Regions from separate parts of the Mus musculus genome. Here region 1 is linked to region 2. Evidence: chromatin contacts called from public HiChIP or PLAC-seq data. All regions are on one chromosome and are shown on one strand. The core of a region is the stretch at or near the end of the contact, and the rest is flanking DNA. Distances in the headings are between cores, read along the strand shown. Region 1 overlaps Ttll5 (tubulin tyrosine ligase-like family, member 5). Region 2 has its middle 16 kb from the start of Pgf.

Region 1 (6,336 bases), core at 3,224-5,723, 780 kb after region 2:
TGTGGCTCCCATTTAGAGCAACACAGACCCCAGAGACTAATTAAAGCCCCAAACTAGTCAGAAAAATAAAAAGAAATGAAATTCAAAGAAAGGCATATTCTTGCTTATCCTCTCAGGATCTTATGTAGACTTGAGCCTCTCTTGTTTAGATCTGGCCATTTACCGCAAATGCTGCTCTTGAACTAATTTGTGGTCCTGGGAGGGGCGAATTTTCTAAAGCCTTGGAAATCTCAAAAGGCAGAGCTTCAGGGTTACTAGTGGCTAACCAGTCTGGAGCTGGACCACCTGACAGGAAGAACTTTCAAAGTGTTAGCACTTTGTTTTCTGAGCAGTCCACGGCTAGATGCTGGGGGAGATCTTGCTTCCTGTCCACCCCACTGCCTCACCCCATTCCCCACCTGCCTGGCTGGCAGTCATGACATGGCTTCTAAAGCTCCAGCCCTGGGGAACGCAGCCAAACCTGCGGAAGTGGTTTCTCGCACTGGCTCCCAGGGAAGCTGTGGCTAGTAGGGGAATGGGTGGGGTCCTGCCTGATAGGTTTTCAAAGAAGCCAGAGCTTTGAAGTTTTTGTCTCAGCAGCTGCCAGGCATGCTGTCTCAGCACTCTGCCGACTCTGTATGGTCCCCCATTGCATATTTCTTTATGATATGTGCATAGTATACATAGAAGAGCTTAGAGGTATTTGGGGAGGGTTAAGTATGAGATTGTGGAGTTCAGGGCGAAACACCTATTGGCTTTACCAGTTAGCTACTCTTCTGCTGAAAAATAGTCCCTTGAGTGCCCCACCCTCCCTTTTGGCTGTCCTGTTCTTACCACCTGCTGTAAGAGAAGCGGAGCCTTTTCTTCTAGAATGGAGCATGGTCAGGTCTGGAGACCTGGAGGTCCTGCATTTCTTGGGCAGACTGGGCTCCTGCACTTGAGATAGTGATAGACATCACTGAACTATATCTATCACTCCTCTCCCTGATGACTCCCAGCAAGGAACTCTAACTGTGCTGGCCCTGGCTCCTCCTCGTCTAGCTCAATGCCAGCAGTAGATGTGTGTTGACTCGTAGCCGAAACTGTGCTGGGGACAGGGATGGAGTAGGTCCAAGAGGCCAGGTGCAGTCCACCCTGTTCTCTGCCTCTGCTCTCCTGCTGAGCTATCCCTTTCTCTGCCCAGGCTTCAGCCGTTCCAAGCTGTGCTGCTGCCCCTGGATTCCACTCGTGTGGGGTTCAGCATACCTTCCCTTGCAGAGTTACCTTGGTTTTCCATTCCTGAGATGTAAGCTTGTTGAAGGAAAGGGTTGTATTTTATATGTGCCCAGAGAACCCTGGAGTAGGACTTGGGAAGACCTGGGAGCCAAGCCCAGATCTGCCTAGGACTTCCTGACTTGGGGCAAAGCACCAGACAAAATAGAAGCCAAACTTTACCATGGAAAAGCGATGGAGGTTCTAAAGGTTCTAAGGAGATCCTATCCATGAATATTCTTTTAGCATTAAAGCCCTGCCCACTCAGGGTTCCCTGTAAAGCAGCCTGTTTATTTATGCTGCTAATGTACAGACTAATCTCCCTGCTGAGGCACTGAGCAGTGTAGAGTTACTAGGTTAGCTTGGCAAGTGTTTAAAGCCTGGAGTGGTCCATTCCAGGTACTTCCTATCATCACTCTCCTAAGGCCTGCCAGCTCCTCCTCTCAGACCTGTGAGGCCATTGTTTTCTATTGCCTCCCTTTCCTGTTACACCTGGCTGAGCTCCCTTTTTAACCCTCAGGTCTTTTACCAGCAGAGTTGCCTGCCAGGCTCTGAGCTGAGGGCAGCTGCCGTTGTCCTTGGAGCAGACTCCTCAGTGTGACCACCGTCTCCCCAGTCATCACATAGGCACTGTGCCCCCCTCCTTTCTTCCTCAGCCAAGCACTCACCTTCATCAGTGTGCCAACTTCTCCTGCCCTCTCCCTGCCCTGGCTTCTCTGTAAGATGTTCCCCAAATCCAATGACCCTCAGCCCATGGCACCCTTTTTCTTGATGTCTTCCTTTCTCTAAATTCTGACCTTTCATCTGGAAAGGCTGCACCCTCTGTCAAGATTCTGATGTTTAGCCTCTTAACAGTACACACACATACACGTGCACACAAAACATACACACACACACCAAGAGAGACAGAATATTCTCTGAAGCATATCCTTAAGAAAAAATTGGGGTAAATAAGTATATCATTTTTTTGCACCATAGCCTGGCTTGAGTAATTTCAGAATCTCTTATTTTTAAATCCTGAAGTCTCACATTAAAACATTATGACTTAATGCTTGAGGCTATGTATTTTAGAGATAAACCAATTTGGATTCCTCTTTTTTAGCCACTCTTTCAGCAGGATATGTTTTTGAAGCTAATATTCTTATCTCTAAGATCTAGGTAAATGTATCTTTTTCACAGTTGTTGTTAGGAGAAAATGAGCATGCTATGCTTAGGGCCCCACTTCTGTATTGAGTGCGTGCTGAGGAGACAGGGCTAACAGCCCATGCCATCTGTCTGCAGGGTTACAGGTGTCACAGGGTGTGACTCAGAGGAACTGAGGAGCTGATGCGCATTCTCATGCCTGCAGAATGATAAGGCAGGAGCCAGCAGTTGTCCAGATTTCCTCTCTTCAGATGGAGCCAACCCAGTTCTCATGCTTACTCGCTGTCTTCCATTATCCTCATAGGCGGGGGCAGTCTACTTACCTGCAGCTATAGCATTTCTGCCATACTATAATTAGATTTCTATGCTTTACTACTACCTACTTTGAGATTATCTCACTCACTCACTCACTCACACACACACATTTCTGCCCTTATCCCTAAATGAAGTGACTCACATATAATCTCCATTAATTGTGTATGCTGAATGAGTTCAAACATGTACGTTCACAGACATGACCTAGACTCACATCTAAATGGCTTCCTACCCAATGTTTCTCCTTCATACCACAAGAAGGCACAATCCCTCCTCTGCCTCTGCCTCTCTCTCTGCTTCTGCCTCTGTCTCTCTGTCTGTCTGTCTCTGTCTCTCTCTGTCTCTCTTTCTCTCTCAGTGAGTGTGTGTGTGTGTCTCCCTCCTTCCCTCTTGGTCTCTCTTCCTCTCCCTCTTCTCCCTCTCCTAATGTCCCCCTCTCCCAACCCCCAGCCTTCTCTCATTTTTGCCTGAGACAGGGTCTCACAGCATTGTCTGGGCTTGTTCCTACGTGCTAGGGTTATGGGTGTGTTATTGTGCCTGGCTTTACATCTGTTACTGGGGTTGAGGCAGATTGAACCAGGGTCTACACATGCCAGTCGAGCGAGTTCTCTGTCACTAAGCTACATCCCTAACCTACATGCCACCACTTATTTTTTTTCTCATTAATGTAGTCACCATACAGATTTCACTATGACACGCTCATACATTTACATCATGTGTGTCCATAGTACTGATATCTGTCACCCTTTCCTGCTCTGTGTTCCCTGGTCCCTATCTCTTCCCAAGAGCTTCTCTCCCTTCTACTTCTTCTGAAAATCCTCGTTTTAAATATGAGAGAGAGAAAAAAACATAATATTTATCTGAGCCTGGCTTATTTTATTTAGCACAGTTATCTATAGTTTTATCTTTTTTGCTGAAAATGGCATAATTGTGTTCTTTTTAAACTGTTTTTAGTTAGCATACAAAATAATGGTGTCCATTATGACAATTTATATGTATCATCTTTATTCATATGTGTCATTTCCCACATATTTATTCCCCCAACTCACACACTGCTCTCTCTTATCCTCCTCCTTAATTCTCCTCCTTTATCTTTTTTCCTATCTCATGTGAGTATGTGTCTGAGTGAGTGTGTATCTGAGTGTGTGAGAACATATGTAAGTTATGTGCGTGTGTGTGCATGTGTTTGATTAAATCTAACCATTCTGTTGTTCTTTATGAATAAAACTTTCTATCACATTTATCTATTCATTTGTTGGCAAGCACTTAGGCTGACTTTAGAACTGCCACCATGACTTTTTAAAAATCAATTTTTTTTCTTTATGAAGATGACATCAGGTTCTTTAAGCAGAGCAATCAGTCCGCTTGCTGGCTTTGAACAGGAGCTAGGGCTTTCTCTGGTACTGTACCTTAAAGCACAGCCGGCCCAGTTGTGGCACCAGCTGCTTCTCTGCTTTTTGTGTGTGCCTCTCACATCCACATAACTGAACTCCAGTCAACACAACCGAAGAGATTAAAAGATAATAAGAGTCCTTAGCCTCGTGAGTTCCTGGATTGGACTCAGTATGAAAGCCAGAGCTTGGGCTGCCAACATGTGGAAGAGCTGTGCTGTGCTCCTCCCGGGCCCAGCCTTTGGCACCAGGACTGCCCTGGTGTGACTCTGCTGTGCTCACAGGCAAAGTTGTTTCAGTACCAAATAAATGTACATTCTATATTTGGTACTAGCTTGATGTCATACTTCCTTTCATAAATATTACAAACATACCCAGCCCCACCCTATGCCACAGGAGCCAACCAGCTAGACGCTGTTGTGTGATAAACACAGCTGTAGCACTGTACTGAAACTGAACTATGCAGTTGGGGATGCTGGGGCCGTGCTGAGTGGGAAAAGCATGTGTGAGGCTTTGGGTTCTGCCTCCAACACCAAAAGAAACAAAAAGGTAGCATAAATGTATGTTAAAAGCTGACCAAACAGCACACACTTGTGAGGCTGCTAAGTCCAAAACTGCTGAGAGCCAGCCTCCTGCCTACAGCTTTAGCCAGTAACATTACCATTCCCTAAACTGTACCCCCAAAGGGTAGCAGGCTGCTGCAGTATGACAGTACTTTAAGCTGCTTCCTTTCCTTTCCAAGTTAAATCTAAAACAATAAACATTTGTTGTCTGGATTCTGTGGGTGGGGAGTTGAGGAACAACTCAGCCACGTGGTTCTGGCTTGGCTTCTCCTGTGACCCAGTCAGGAGCGTGCAGCCAGAAGGCTCCAGCCAGCTGCTGCTTCCCTGGGGCTGTGAGGTCCTTTTCTGTTTCTGTGTCCATTTCTGGATGGCTCGTTCTCTCAGGGGTGGAGTTTTTGCTTGCTATTGCTGTGGGCAAGAGGCCCTGGCATCTCATCACCTGGACTTTTCCACGGGGCTTTCTTTCTATTCAGCTTACAACTAGAGTTGGCTTCCTCAGAAGATGGTTCAACAGAGAGTAAGGTGAAGCCGCAGGAGCTTCCATGACCTAGCGTGGCAGGCGCATGTTCTCACTTGTATTTAGTTCATTCTCACTGTTATAAATAGACATAACATGAAATTAATTTAATTTTTTATGTCAAAACAACATAAAATTTGGTATTTTAACCATTCCTAAGTATATAGTTAAGACATTCACTCTGTGCAACATCACATCATCTGTAGCTGTAGTTTTTTTTTTTATTCCGGAAAACTGGAAGGTGTCACCAAATAGTTTTCCTCCTTCTCCACCCCTGCCCTTTTAGAACTCCTGTTCTGCTTTCTGTCTTGCTAGTTTGACCACTCTAGATACTGGTAGAATTTCTCCAGTGTTTGCATGGCCTGTCATTCAACAGTACGCCTTCAAGGTTCATCCTTATAAATAACAGGTGTCAGAGTGGGTTGGTCTACGTGGTTGATCGACTTGTGGGTTCTGCCTACTGCAGATAGATGTGGAGGAGCACGGATCCCCTTTGGTGGCCCTGCTTCTGAGTATTTGGAGAATATACCTAGAAATGGAATTACTGGATCATGTGATACTTAATGGCTTTTTTCCTCAGAAATAATTTTTTTCTTATATAAAAACACTAGCTGATGGCCACAGTCAGAGCCAAGATGCTCTGGTGAGAGACTTTTATGAGGTAATCTGACAGAAACACTTAATACTTTCTCTTCCCAGAGGTCAGGGGTCATGTAACTATTGATGTCAGAGGTGGAATTGGAGGTGGCCTTTGTAATATTTGTACTAGGGACAGACCAACCACCGGCTGTGGCGTAGTAGTCATTAGATGAGATCAGGGGTGTTTAGGGTGGTGTATCTACAGAAGTATAGCAGCCTTTAGTACTGGCCATCATAGTACCACAAAGACTATGTACCCTAGCACCTAATAGGGATGCTGTGGGGCTCTGCTGAATACTATTGTTTCCAACATGGCCCCGCATGTGGTAAAAGGAAGCCAAGACAATGGTCATAAGGAGCCGGTTTCGCCTCCCTGACAGTTATCATGATTGAAGCAGCCATGGGCTCCCCGGTGTGACAGATGCCTTGAGCTGGCACTTTGGAGAGCATTGGTCTATTTCTGTGCAGGAACAGGACAACCAAACCTCACCTTTGATGGGACACGAAGCAATGGGTGTGCTCAGGGAAAAGACAGGGT
Region 2 (6,690 bases), core at 1,997-4,496:
GGCTTCCAAGGGCAACGGGAACACAGATGGTACACATACATATTTGAAGGCAAAATGCTCATACACATAAAATAAATCTTTGAAAACTTTAAAAAATAAGCAGGGCAGTGGTGGCTCACGCCTTTAATCCCAGCACTCAGGAGGCAGAGGCAGGCGGATCTCTGTGAGTTCAAGGCCAACCTGGTCTATAAAGGGAGTTTTAGGACCGTCAGGACTATAGAAAAAAAGTGTGTGTGTGTGTGTGTGTGTGTGTGTGTGTGTGTGTGTGTGCATATGCATACATACACATACCCCCACACACACATATATGCAAGAAAACATTGTTTACATATGTTTTCCTCATAAAATGGAAACATATTGCTTTGCAAAATATTTTTCTTCCTTTAAACACACTTGTGGGGGCTCAAGGGAAGAGCACTTACCGAGCATGCATGAAGCCCTGGTCCCATCCTTAGCCCTGCATAAACCTAGCTGTGATGCTGTGTACCTGGATCCCAGTGCTCGGGAAGCAGAGGCAGGAGGCTCCAAGCACAATTCCATCTCTAGCTACATAGCCACAGTGTGGTTCCGTAAGACTCTGCCTCAAAGAGGTGAGCATCTTTCCGTGCTGATGCAGCTCTCACAAACATACATGGTGAGTTCTGCAAGAAACGGGTATGTGCCAGCCCCACGAAGTGACACGGTACAGGAAAAGCAAGGATTCTCTGTCCACCAAGGAAAGTGGTCCTCTGACAGGAACAGAGTTTGTGTGGTGGCCAGCCTAAGTCTATTTTCTGCAAAAAGTTTAAACCGACAGAGAAGGTTTGCTGAAGCTTGAGTGGGCGGAGCCCAACCTCAGACCAAAGAGCATGCTGGGAGAAAAGAGGCAGAGACTCAGCCAGGCGATCAGTTCTAAGTGACTGCGTTATGAAGAAGATAAACTCACGAGCATTAACTCACACAGAAAGGAGGAGGAAGAGGGGAAAGTGGTGGTGGAGGAAGAGGAAAGAAAAGAAAAATGAAAAAGAAAAAGCCAAAAGGGAGCTGAGGGATGGCTCAGTAGTCAAGGGCAGTTGTCGCTCTTGCAGAAGACCCAGGTTCAGTTCCCAGTGCCCACATGGTGGCTCACAGCTGTTTGTACCTCCAGTTCCAGAGGACCTGGCACCCTCTTCTGGTCTCTGTGCGTACCAGGCACACATGTGCTACACAACACTCACACATATAACATAAATAAACACAAGCAAACCAACAGCATGGTTTTGGACTGTCCTTATAAGCAGTGAAGGCGGATCAGAGAATGGCTGGAGGGGTCAAAGCCTTGGTTAGGAGCACTTGCCGCTCTTGCAGAGGACCCAGGTTCTGTTTGCAGCATCCACATGGTGGCTCACAACCGTTTAGCACTCCAGTTCCAAGAGATCTGACTCCCTTTTCTGGTCGGACTTTACACACAATGTATATACATAATGCAGGCAAGCACTCATACACATAAAAATGAAAATAAATAAATTATTAAGTTAAAACATTTTTTAAAAAAAGAATCAGGCCACACATGGGCCTGTAACTACCTCACTGTGAGGGTCAGAAACAGAAGGGCTTTCCAGCCAGCAGCCTCGTTCCAGGTTTGTGAGAAGCCCTAACTCATGGGGATAAAGCAAGCCAAGCAAAGTCCTCCTGTGGTCTCTCCTCACCTCACACACACAGATAGCACACACATACTGATATACACACTCACACATATATAACATACATACATACACACACACAAACTGATATACACACATACATATAACACACACAGATACACAAACTGATATGCACACTCACACATATATAACATACACACATACACACACACAAACTGATATACACACATACATATAACACACACAGATACACAAACTGATATGCACACTCACACATATATAACATACACACACACAAACTGATATATACACATACATATAACACACAGAGACACACACACACAAACTGATATACACACATACTGATATATACACTCACACATATAACACACACAGATACATACACACAAACTGATATACACACTCACATACATGTAACACACACACACATGCCTCACAGGCCTGTTGAATCAGAATCTGAACTTTACTAAGATTCTTGGGCAGTTCTTGTACACATTAACGTCGGCGTGTGTCACTATTTTGTTTTCATGGCTACATACTCAGGAAGGATGTGTTCTATGATGAAAATGTACCTGTCCAAGTCTTTCCCACAGCTGGGTATTCAGGTCTCGTCCGTCGTTCTCTCATTTCTTGTCAATGCTGTGTGCGGCCTGTGTCCCTTAAATTCTGTTTGTTTATTTTCTTTTCAGGACAGGGTCTCATGTAGCCCAGGCTGGCTTGAACCTCTGATCCTCCTGCTTCTGTATCCTGAGTGATGTAATTACAAGCACGTAGCACCACACTCAGTTTTATGCTTGAGCTCAGCATAAGCCTTGCACACACATTGTTAGGTATTCATCGTGCCAACAGAGCTCCCCTTTAAATTCTTAAAGTGGGCTTTTTGAGTAAAAAGTCTTAAAGTTTTGAAGGGGGTGGGGTGGATAGGGATATAGTTCAGGTGATAGAGTGTTTACCCAACACATGCAGAGGCCCTAAGACCCTTCTGTTCTAGTGCTGTTGTGGAAAAGGGGCTCAGTTTACCTTTCTGGAACTTTCCACACTGCCAGGCCCTGGTAATCTTGTATCTTTTAGCCAGCAGATGCACGAAAGCTTTACCTCAGAGCTGGTGCTGGCCCACCAACTCTCTAGTGCTGGGTCTTGACTCATCAGGCTGACATTTCTCTGTGTGATCACTAGCCATTCCATCGCGCCTGGCTACTCGTCCACTGCAAGCCCACCAAGAGAGCGAGAGATGCTGCCAGGGAAGAGAGCCACGCCCAGCCTTGGTACAGAGTCTGACAGATAGACGACATTAGTGTTGCCGTCTGGCTGAAGCACAGTGAGCGAGAGCCAAAACGCAGACTGAGCCTCGTGCAGAGTCCAGGCTCCAACACCAGTACCCAGCCAAGGCCACACCTCCCGGTTTGGCAAGGTCTGGGGGTCTGCCGCCACCCAGGCAGGGCACCCTGTGGTTCACCAGACCAGCAAGCAGGCCAGCCAGGTGTGCCGGGAGGGGGCGGGCGGAGCAGGCAGCCAGGACAATTCAGGGAAGTGGCCCTGTGCTTTTCAGAGGCCTGCCCCAAGAAGCTTTGTGAATCACCCACTAGCCACAGTTATGGGAGGGGGGGACGAGGCAAGAGGAAGTGAGGCGCTTACTCAGCCCTCTAACTGCACGTGGCTGTGTTTGCTCCCTGTCCCCTCCTCCCTGCCACACAGCTGGGGGAAGCAGCATCGGGAGGAAAACGGGAGGAAACGGGAGGGGGGTCACACCCTTCCCCCATCTCCTGCAAAGCTGCACCTGTGCCCCACCGACCCTGCCACCTGTTGCTCAGCTGAGTGAGCAGGGTGAGTCTGGTTCCCAGTTCCAGGCAACAAAGCCTGGAGAGGCTCATGGAGTGGGCAGGCCTGAAATCGACCGTATCCTACATCATGGGCCTTCCATTGTCTAACTTGATCACTCGAACTCTGTGTTCTCTCTCTGGCAAACAAGAAAATAATAGCTCAGAGAATGTGCCAACCTGGAGGTGACAACCTAAAGATGCGAGGGTCTCTGCTGGCAAGCCCTTTACACAGTAGATCAAAGCTGAGCAGGTGGTTCCTTCACTAAAGTGCTCGCCGTGAAGACTGGAAGGCCCGAGTTGGAGCCTCTAAACTCAAGTGAAAAATCAGGGCATGGCAGTGCCTACCTGCGATCTCAGCCCCAGAGAAGACAGGCCAATTCCTGGGGTTTGCTGGCCGGTCAGTCTCGCTGAACTGGTGAGCTCCGGATTCAATGGAAGAACTCATCTCAGAAAATAAGATGGGGTGGCTGAAGAGGTATGTCAGCAGTTAGGACTACTCATTGCTCTTCCAGAGGACCCGAGTTTAGTTCCTTGCACCCATGCTGGAAAGCATCCAACTACTTGGAACTCCAGCTCCAAGGGATCTGATGCCTTCTGGAGTCCTCGGGCATACACACGGTGCTTGGCATTCATTCCTGAAGCTATACCACATGCACATATGTTATGTGTCCCTCCACCTGTGCACATACACACACACAGACAATGGGGCACGAGCGAGATTAGTAGGTACAATAGCAGCTCATTACTAGATGAGAAGAGGCATAGATCGGCGAAGGAAAGCACTTGCTCTAAGTCAGACAGACTCAACCTCAGTATTTGATGCCAGTGCTCACATTCTTAACGGCTCCTATCTCACCGGGTGACCCTTTCAAAGCTCAGTGGGCAAAAGGAAGGCCCAGTGTCCTCTGTAGACTCTGCTCTTAGCCTCCCATCTTCCACGTGAGACCCGCAAGCTGCCTGTGCGGTCCAGCAGGAGTCCCTGGCCATGGGTTTCTGTCTCACGTCCTTTTCTGGGTGGCCAGACATCCTCAGGGACAACCCCTAAGATGTGTGTCTCTGCCTGGCTCTTTGCCACCCCCACTCTAATTTCATTTGGTGTGTGTTTCAGGTTCCCCTAGGGACCAAGAGGACATGGGTATGAAGTGTGGCAAGTTCCTTGTCATTGGACTTTCTGGAGGTATTTCTTGTTGGGGAAACCAAGTTACCACACAGAAAGGAGGATCGCATCTCCCGGCTGTGAGCTGAAAGGGACGAAGGAGAAGCTGAGTGTAAAAGAGACAACCACTTTTTTTAGGGTTGGTGGCTGAAGTAGGGGCCTGCCTACAGAGAATGAGGCAGCCCTGGGCCCCTCCTTGCCTTCCGCCATCAGGCTGGGCAGCCCTAGGTCTGTAACAGCAGCTGTTGCTGAGGCAAGCTGTTGGCTTCTCTGGAGAGTAGGAGAAAGGAAGAGTTGCTCTTAGAGTTGGGGCACGCTGCATCTCTAGTCGGCACAACCATTCATCCTCTGGGTTCCTAACCAGAGTCCCTCCTGTCCCTTGTAGGGCTCCAAGCCAGGCCTCCAAGACCTTTTGCAATCAGGATGAAGTCAGCCACCAGCTGTCATGGTAGCATGCATCTCTTTAGCACATCCCAGAAAGAGTGCCAGGAGCTCAGAAACTGTGTAGTGATGGGTAAGCCCATGAATGTGCCAGGAGCAATCTCATAGACCAAGCCTCAGAAAGGGGCCCTGTTTGGCCCACTGCTTTCTTTCAGTTCTTGCTCTTCCCGGCAAAGTCTCCTGGGTCTGGCCTAACTAAGTTGGATTCTAGCCAAGCTGGCCAGCCTCCAGGTGGATTCGGGACAGACAGCTGGGATGTTGTGTTTCCCGCTCCAAAGAAATGGGGGCTGGAGATGGGGCCACCACAGGGCTGCTCAGTTCCAGCGGGGTGATGAGGTCAGGGATGGGTGGACTGGCTCTGGTGGAAGTTTCCCAGGGAGGAGTTGTCAAAGGGTCAGAGGCAGGTTGACCCGGGCACCTCTACCTGTTCTCTGTCTGGATGAGGAAACACATGTCTGTTGCCTCTGAGATCTGAATGGGTTTTCACGGTCTTGGAACACCCCTCGATCCTGTGTCCTGCTGATGGCTTTCACTTAGGAAGACAGCGTGGCCTTCCCTGTGGCCAGGCCGATGGGGCCTGGGGTAGTATCAGGCACAGTTTGTAGCCTCTTTCTCATTTGTCTCTGGGGACTTTGTCATAGCTGCCTGGACTCCACAGTTCTGGCACAGACGCAGTGTTCAGCTCCTCAGGACAACCTGTGCTTGGCTCCTGGGGCATACACAAATGAGTAACATTGTTGCCCCCCCCCCAGCCATGCAGCTGCCAGGTTCAGTTTGGGTCACCCTTCCTGTCCCTTCCTGCCTAGACACCTCTGCTCCATCTCTGAGGCCATTCTCAAGAGGGAAGCTGTCCTTCCCTGCATTACTCCAGCCCAGCCTCTTAGTCTCCCCTCACGCTCCCTTCTCTCTGCGGCCTAATCTGGGATCCCTTGGCCCAAAGCATAGGGCAGGCTCCGGGTGACCGAAACCTCCCAAAGAGCCGCTTGGATCCTGACACCATTGCTCCAGAATGCCCCAGGCTCCCATTGCAAAAAGTCCTTTGATGTTCTTCAGCTTGGTCACCCTGTGGAATCCACCATCCCAATCAAGTCTCCACTGAGCTTGGCCTCTGTGGTGTGCGCCACTGGCCCTCCCTCCCCTTGGAACAGCTGTTACCATGGGTCACCTGCTAAAACTCTCTCTGCCACAAGACCTGGGGCCTCCTGGTCCAGGGAAGCCGATAGCTCCCAAAGGCTGTGGAAACCCCTCTTCAGAGTCCCCAGGTGTCTCTCTCACCTTAACCATGGTAGCCCAGTGGGTTTTGAACAACCCCTACTGCATCTTTCCAAAATGTTGAAGGTGGAAGCTGCAGCAGCTAACGGCTTACCACGGGTGTTTCTCTCCTAGGTGTATGTCTGTGTGCGTGCATGTGTGGTGTGCCGCTGTGTTGGGATGAACATATGATATGAATGAGCATGCACACAGAGACATGTCCTACATGTGTGTTTGGAAGTGTGTATGACAATAAGGTGCCTATGGGGCAGTGGGTGTACACGTGTACATGTCAACATGAATGTGCAGGTAAGCACAAGCCGGCATGCATGCCATAGGCCATGCGTGTGTCTATATGGATCGAGGGAAGGTGTTCATT

The links. HiChIP or PLAC-seq counts read pairs in DNA pulled down with a chosen protein or histone mark.
Region 1: a FOXA1 HiChIP or PLAC-seq map of pancreatic cancer cells shows a contact between it and region 2. The contact joins two enhancer-like sites. A contact is called at or near these places in 2 of 115 datasets of contacts at active chromatin or transcription factors (microglia and pancreatic cancer cells).

What each region holds. Positions count from the first base shown.
Region 1 is chr12:85,969,323-85,975,658 of GRCm38.p6, forward strand. The region is part of intron 29 of Ttll5 (tubulin tyrosine ligase-like family, member 5); the gene reads left to right. Among named protein-coding and RNA genes, the nearest start is that of Gm51989, 25 kb to the right of the region's middle. Within about 2 kb of position 4,474, at least 169 of the 459 cell types and tissues checked have an H3K27ac peak or open chromatin away from gene starts, as enhancers often do. A contact at or near this core is called in pancreatic cancer cells, where this site is marked.
Region 2 is chr12:85,189,610-85,196,299 of GRCm38.p6, forward strand. No RefSeq gene overlaps it. Among named protein-coding and RNA genes, the nearest start is that of Pgf, 16 kb to the left of the region's middle. Within about 2 kb of position 3,247, at least 155 of the 459 cell types and tissues checked have an H3K27ac peak or open chromatin away from gene starts, as enhancers often do. A contact at or near this core is called in pancreatic cancer cells, where this site is marked.